Regions from separate parts of the Ovis aries genome. Here region 1 is linked to region 2. A link is a contact called in public Hi-C data. All regions are on one chromosome and are shown on one strand. The core of a region is the stretch at or near the end of the contact, and the rest is flanking DNA. Distances in the headings are between cores, read along the strand shown.

Region 1 (3,941 bases), core at 1,039-3,538, 230 kb before region 2:
TACTTGCCATCCATGGAAGAGTGGATGCCCACTCTCTACACACCTGAACTCCAAGGGCAGCTGTACTAGAGCCACACTTGTTCAACACAGATAACAATCCACCCAACTGCTAATCAAACCTGAAATCAGTAAGTATAGAGCCCGTGATACACTCACCACCACCACACCTCCAATATTTGCAGATATAAGTATACCCCACTCCTTCTGCTTACACACACACACACACACACACACACACACACACACACACACACACACAAAGAAAAGTGAGTTTTTGCACTACATTCCTATTGACTGTGAGAAGGCTCCTGCTGCCTGGGCTAGATGTAGGAAGTGATAAGGGCATTCTCAGACAGAGGCTCTGACCTTACAGAAAAGAAGTGAGCCATAAGGTGAGATGTGATTTGTGGGAGCAGGTGTCTGAGTGGAGACACGAGCTGGGTGCACTGGATGACTGTGTGTGTGCAGGTGCTGAAGATGGATGGGGCAGGTGCAAAGCTTCCTGAGTCCAGGGTGGGATGGAGTGTATAAGGGGAGGAAGGAGAGTCACACATGAATGTCGAGCCAAGTCTGAACTTCGCTGCCACAAACACAATCTGGATTTATCACTGGGACACAATGTGAAAGATCGCAATAAAACAACAGACTCTGACTCAAGGAACTCAAACTGGGGCTCTGTAACTACCTAGAAGGGTAGGAAGGTAAGGGGTGGAGGTGGGAGGGAGATTCAGGAGGGAGGGGACATATTTGTACCTATGACCCATTCATGTTGATGTATGGCAGAAACCAGCACAATATTGTAAAGCAATTATTCTTCAATGAAAAATAAATAATTAAAAAAAAACAGACTTCACCAAGCCTGATTCCAAATTTTTATGGTTTCTTAATGTACTAATTTCACACTGTTGATGGTAGGACAGATGTTATAGAATTACATGATAAAGACAGAAAACAGAGGGAATTTTAATACCCATTTTTAAAGAACTACTATGAAAATGTAAGCTAAATTTTTTAAAAGTCCTGGCATAGAGGACACTTCATTCATCCAGAAAGTCCTGGAAGGGGACTAGTTCATTCTCCAGCCACATCAGAAAGGAGGCATCACCTAGGACGCACACAGAGCAGCAGATTTTGTGATAGTTTGATGCTTTGAATGAAGTGAAAATGTTGCTTTTGATTCATCTTAATTTTAATGAACTAAATCAGTTTGCCTGGAGGCCTGCTGGCAATATGACACCCACTGTGGTGTCGTCTGGATTCCGTGTGTATAACTTGCCTTCTCAGATTGTTGGTTTAGCTGGCTTTCCCTTCCTTCCCATTCTGAGATCGACCCCCGACTCAAGCCCCAGATCGATAAGGAATATCACATTTCCTAATAGGAGGCTGTACACAGAGGGCTGCCTTGTGAGCTTCAGAAGTTCTGGCTGTCCTCAGCTGCATCCACACACAGCTGAGCTCCATCCTCATTCTGTCTGTGGTCCAGCTGAGGCATCGCATCTTGACTTGGAGGGCAGCGGCTGTGGCACCCTGCACGTGCCGCCTGAGGGTGGTCTCGGGGCCAGTGGGGGAGCACAGGCACGGGGTGTCTCTACGCTTGCTGTGAAGTCGATGTAGCAGGAAGCACGCAGAGGCACTCGTACTAGGTGAACATCGGTGTCCTTGTGAGGTCACTGATCTTTCATGCTGCCTCGTTTCAGGAAGGTTATAAAGTTCTTTTCCATCACAGGACACACTTTTACATCTGAAAACCCACTCTGAGTGAATGTTTTCGATTTCATGTGCATTCTAGGACCCGCTAACAAGGAACAGCAGTTGTTGGCAAGGGCAAAGCCTCAAGCCATGGGAGGATCAGCTGCTTCGCTCAGAGAGGGGTCCTGGCTTCACAGACTCTGCCCATCTCAGGGTCTGTAAGAGCGGTGCAGGGTCTACAGCCCCAGCGCCCTCTCCATTCATCGACTGGATGGGGTGGGGGCCAGCCAGATCTTAGCCCTCAGTGCTGCATCGGGAAAGGGACGCAGTAAGAACAGGCTTCCTGACCCAGCCCAGAGCTGCACGGCTAGCCCCGGGCACAGGGATTCCTCTGTTCTTCGTAGAGAGAAAGGGAATCCTGTTGACCTGCACCTCTCCTTGGGCCCAGGTTCATTTCATTTTGGGAACGGGTGTGGGAGGAGGAGTTGGAACTGCTGCCAGGCTTGCATTTCAGCAAATTGCCCGGCGGCCCAGCCCAGAGCCTGGGAACAGGGGAGACACAGCTCTGTGCACCACTGACATGACTCACTGGGGAGCAACCCCCTCCTCGCTGGGCCTCACTGTTTCTTTGGAAAACATTCCCCAGGGCTCTTGCAAGAGGATGACTCACGTCAGGGGGTATTTTTAGGAATCAGTTAACTTGCATTTAGCCCGGAGAGGCAGGATCCAATCGGAGAGGAGCTGAGAGCCGCTCCACATGAGCCATTCTGAATGCTGTAATTGGGCCGTGGTTTCTGGGTCTGCGGGTTGAGTCATCTTCTGGGGAAGCAGGAGGGAAAACAGAGTGAGACTGTTGCTACAACAGGGCGTCTGATAAGATGTGAAAGCCGCCAGTGCCAGGAAGAGCGTTATATTTATCTTTATAGGATCTCACCTGCCTGTTCCAGGCACGTCTTGGAACACTTGCTTAGGTTTTGCAGAGTCACTGCGTGGCATTTCGGGGGCTACATCAGAATATCAGCCCTGGTCTCACAGGCAGAGGCTCGTGAGACAAAACGCCCTTTCACACTAGGTCGACTCTGAGAGGTACTTGTATATTTATTTGCATCTTGTGTTTTTATCCCATGAAAGGAGAGAAAGGAGATATCTGGGTGGCTGGAACTCTCTACCCAGAAGGCTGGGAGCCTCCCTAATGCACACATACGTGTGTCTGCATGTGCACATGTGCAAGTCTGTGCACATATTTTGTGAATGTGTGATTGTGTGCTTGTCTATGTTTTGTTTGTGTATATATGGCTGTATGTGTATGTATTTGACTATGCGTATATGTGTGTGATTTCAGGCATGCGTATTGTTGTGTATGTCTGCATGTGTTTGATTGTGTGTATTGTATGTAGGTGTGTGGGCACATGTTTTCCTGTGCATGTGTGAGTATATATATTTATTGTGACCATGCGTGTGTATTTGATGTATATATGTGTGTTTGCATATACATGTATTTATCTGTGTGTGCCTGGGTGGTTGTGTGTAGGTGTGTGAGCACATGTTTTCCTGTGTGTGTGGGGGGGTATATATATTTGATGTATATATATCTACTGGGTCGATGTGTGTGCATTTGATGTGTATATGTGTTTGTGTATACATGCATTTATCTGTGAATGCCTGGGTGTTGGTTGTATGTATTGTGTGTTGGTGTGTGGGCACATGCTTCTCTGTATGTGTGTGTTTGGGTGTGCATGCTTCGTTACTACACAGCCAGTCCAGTTATGCACCTGCAGTTCTATCCAGAAGCCAGTGAGTGAGCCAGCGAGTGGCCTGTGGAGTTTTCAAAGCTGAGAAATAGAATCTTTGTTTCAGTTGCAGGACAAGGAAACTCTGCTCTCAAATGCCCAGAGAGGGATGTTTTGGTTTGATGAGGCTAACTACGGTGGCAAGAATTTCTCATCTTCCAGTAGTGATCAAAAGCCAAACAAAACAAACAGCAAAGCAGTGTCAAAAAACAAAAACAAAACCCTTTAAAAACTGTGCCTGTCCTGACTCCTATTTCTTTCACCGCTGCTGCCTTTCTCCTACATCCCGCCCCTCCCCCAACCCCCCAACCCCGCATGCTGACATCTCTTTCTTGAGTTGGCTTCCTGTGTGCGCAGGCTCCACCCATCCTCCGGGCATGTGAGCCTGTGCCGGCCCAGCTGCACCTGGCCGGCCCGGCATTTAACCACATCCATGAAGGTGAAGGCGCTTCTTCTCCAAGT
Region 2 (3,575 bases), core at 679-3,178:
CCAGGGATTGAACCCGAATCTCTTCCATCTCCTGCATTGGCAGATGGGTTCTTTACCATCTGAGCCACAAGGGAAGCCCATTTAATATACTAATTTTTGTTTATTGATAAATTGACTGCATTCATTTTTTTTTCCTTTACAGTTGGTTTAAGTAATTGTTTTTTCCCTTCTGGACATAAAGAGACTTGCATATTTTTCTTCTACATTTTTAAAGTTTTGCTTTTTTACATGCAGTGCCACATAAAGTAAGATTTATTTCCTAATGCTGTTTACTTTTTGCACATGGATATCTGATTTCCAGTAACATGTCTTGAATGAGAAGATCTTTTTTAATCCACAAGAATATTTAACAAATTCTCTCACAGAATCTGATGTTAACTGAATTAAGTTAATTTGATTAAATTAATTGGCTCAGTGTTTATGGGAAGGCCTTACAACACTTCAGTAGGCCCCAAGAGCACAAGGCAGGTACTCTGAGGTGTAACCCTGGGACTAACTACACTCCCAGCCTCCCTGTAGACCTGCAAATTCTCAAAGGCTTGTGTCCCTAAGTCAGTAACACTCAGAATAAGGTTTTTCTTAGCGTACATAAAAGTTATGGAGAAAAACACCACTTTGTTGCCATGACTGGCATTTCAGGCAGAGGCTAGAACATTGGCAGAGTCCACCTTGTTTAACATTCGTCCACGAGTCAGATGGTAGTAGGATTTCACTAAATATTTATTAAGGGAAAGAGTCAGTTTAGCTGATCTAATTTCTGACTGTTGACTCCTGGCAGTCTAAACAATTATATTAGTCAAGCTTTCCTAGTTACCCAATAGGGAACAAAAAAAAAATAAAAAATATTTCAAGTAAAACCTGAAGGAAACATGTCTTCAAGAGGGTAGAATATCCAAGACAGACATTTCTAAGGCACAAAATTCATACAAGAGTAGTGAACATCACACCAGAGCTCGCAGACAATAGAGTGTGTTAAGATTTTGACATTCTCAAGCAACTTGAGGCTTTTTGCAACAAATATAATAGAACGTGAGTTTGTAATGAACTGGTGCCTGGGTCTCTGTGACCCAGACGTGCTGAAAAAAAGAAAAGGGAAATACATCTTCTTTTTCCTTCATGTAACCTGAGGCCACTACAGTATTGAACTCCTTTGGTTGAGTGCTTAGCCTGGTATATTTTGTAAGGAATTTTATCTGTTGGCCACCCAGACACAGATTAGATGAGAAAGGAAACAAAATGTAATTGAGTATTTCAGAGCAATCTGTATTTTTGAAAACTGTATGTGTGTGAATGAATATGATATATACAATATGATATAAATAGGATATATAAAATGTAATTTGATATGTTATTGTATGTATTATGTACATAAGCTTCCCTGGTGACTTAGACGGTAAAGAATCTGCTTGCAATGAAGGAGACCCAGGTTCGATCCCTGGGTCAGGAAGATTCCCTGGAGAAGGAAATGGCAACCCACTCCAGTATTCTTGCCTGGAGAATTCCATGGACAGAGGAGCCTGGTGGTATACAGTCCACGGGGTTGCAAAGAGTTGGACACAACTGAGCAACTAACACTTTCATTTCACTTTCTTTCACTTCATTATGTACATACTATAATTTTGCATATGTGCACATATACACACACACAAGTATACAGGCAACTAATACAATATTATCAGAATATTTATTCTTTGACGATGGAAATTTCAGTGGTCATTTTTGGTTTTGTTTCTATTTTTGTACCTTAGATATTTTTCAAATTTTGTTTGGAGAACTTGTATTACCTTCACCAAGATAAAAAGTTATTTGTTTCAAGGCTGGGAAGAGAACAGACAAGAAATCTTCACCTAAAAACTCTGTGTGGTAAGCAGTCTGAAGTCAAAGTTCCTGGCCTCAGAGCAGCAGAGCTGGCAAAACAGAATTGTGGACACCTCTGCCCCCTACTGTTCACCTTCAGTAAGTACCTGGTGATCCTTCATCCGCTCTTAGTAGGAATCTCCAAGGAGATTGTTTACAAAATCACAAAATCCTGTGGTCCTTCCTCTCCTCAGAGATCCCCAGCCTGGTGACCTTCAGACTGCACTGAGAAATGTGTTCTCAGATAAAGAATACCGTGACCACAGATAGAGAAACCAGGAAAAATATGGATGTCACATGTAGGGACACACAGAGAACCTAAGCTTCTTTCGGTTTTTTAAAAACATACTAGTATATAGTACAATGTGCATTGGAAGATTATACATTAATATAGAATATATTTTAAAATATATTAGTCTATATAGTGAGTGTACACTATTAATATTAACAATGTTACATTGTATGTGTTAAAACACTATATGTATTAATAATATTAATGTTACATGTGTACTTTTATATTGCATATGTACTTTACTACACTTGTATATATCTTATTTTTCCTAGTACTATGCTTTTTAAATGCATGTCTATGTTTGTGTATATATTTATATACATGTAGTTTTCTATATGAAGAGTACACAGTATGTATATATATATGTGTGTATGTGGTGGCTCAGACTGTAAAGAATCCACCTGCCAATACAGGAGCTGCAGGAGATGGGGGGGTTCAACCCCTAGGTTGGGAAAATCCCCTGGAGAAGGGAATGGCTACCCGCTTCACTGTTCTTGCCTGGAGAGCCCCATGGACAGAGGAGCCTGGTGGGCTACAGTCCATTCGGTCACAAAGAGCTGGACATGCAGAATAGACACAGCACTCACACACACACATACTTTTACAAATGATTTTGCATTTGTCAGTGTTTTATTTTAATGAAGAGCGCAAAGTGTGACTAACATCTGCATTTTAATTCTACAGCTGGTAAAAGCATTTCTTCCTTTGGAAGTTATTCGAAGTCCCAATTTGCTTCAGAAGTTGGCACATCTGAGTTTCTTTTGGCTGTTATTATTTACGAAATTCAGCATTTTCCCAGAGCCAGCTTTGATATAATAAAGCCCTCAGATCTCCAGTCTCACAACCAATTTATTTACAGTCAGTAAAAGACACTGAGGCCCAATGCCTTTCTTAGACATGCTTTCAATAGCACCCATAGAATTCAGTTACATGTGCTGGTCTGAAGGAAAAATGTGGGCAATGTGATAAACACAGCCTTGCCTTGGCCATAACCAAATTAAAATATCTGCCTCAACAGTGGTAGTTAGGGAACCAAATAGACTGAAAAGAAAACAAGGGAAAAAATTTAATTTGAAAGCAAACAGGCTTACACAGTATTTCCTGATGGCAGATTCTGAACCATGAGGCATGAAAATCAAGCATTAATAACCTCAACGGTTGTTGTGTTATTTTATGAGATTTCATCATCAACTATTAAAACTTAGTCTAGACTTTTTTATACCATATCATATTCTTAAATCTGCTTTAAAAACCTGGGATAATTGCTTTAAAATGAATCCATATATGTGTAGAACATACGATTCAAAAATACATAGGATGAAATTTTGTGACACTTATAAATAAGAACTTGTCATTTCCAAGCTTAAGCATTTTTGTTTTTCATTTAACACTTGCCTGGTATTTAACCTGTCCATCCCTCTAAGAG

Evidence for each region. Hi-C and Micro-C count contacts between places; a contact is called where the count stands out from the background.
Region 1: a Hi-C map of muscle shows a contact between it and region 2, with 4 times the contacts expected there. The contact joins two enhancer-like sites. A contact is called at or near these places in 3 of 16 Hi-C or Micro-C datasets (muscle, omental adipose tissue and tail adipose tissue).

What each region holds. Positions count from the first base shown.
Region 1 is chr13:43,810,243-43,814,183 of ARS-UI_Ramb_v3.0, reverse strand. No RefSeq gene overlaps it. Among named protein-coding and RNA genes, the nearest start is that of AKR1E2, 320 kb to the right of the region's middle. Within about 2 kb of position 2,288, at least 40 of the 54 cell types and tissues checked have an H3K27ac peak or open chromatin away from gene starts, as enhancers often do. A contact at or near this core is called in muscle, where this site is marked.
Region 2 is chr13:43,584,629-43,588,203 of ARS-UI_Ramb_v3.0, reverse strand. All of the region lies in intron 1 of LOC105611101 (a long non-coding RNA gene), which reads right to left. Among named protein-coding and RNA genes, the nearest start is that of AKR1E2, 99 kb to the right of the region's middle. Within about 2 kb of position 1,928, at least 12 of the 54 cell types and tissues checked have an H3K27ac peak or open chromatin away from gene starts, as enhancers often do. A contact at or near this core is called in muscle, where this site is marked.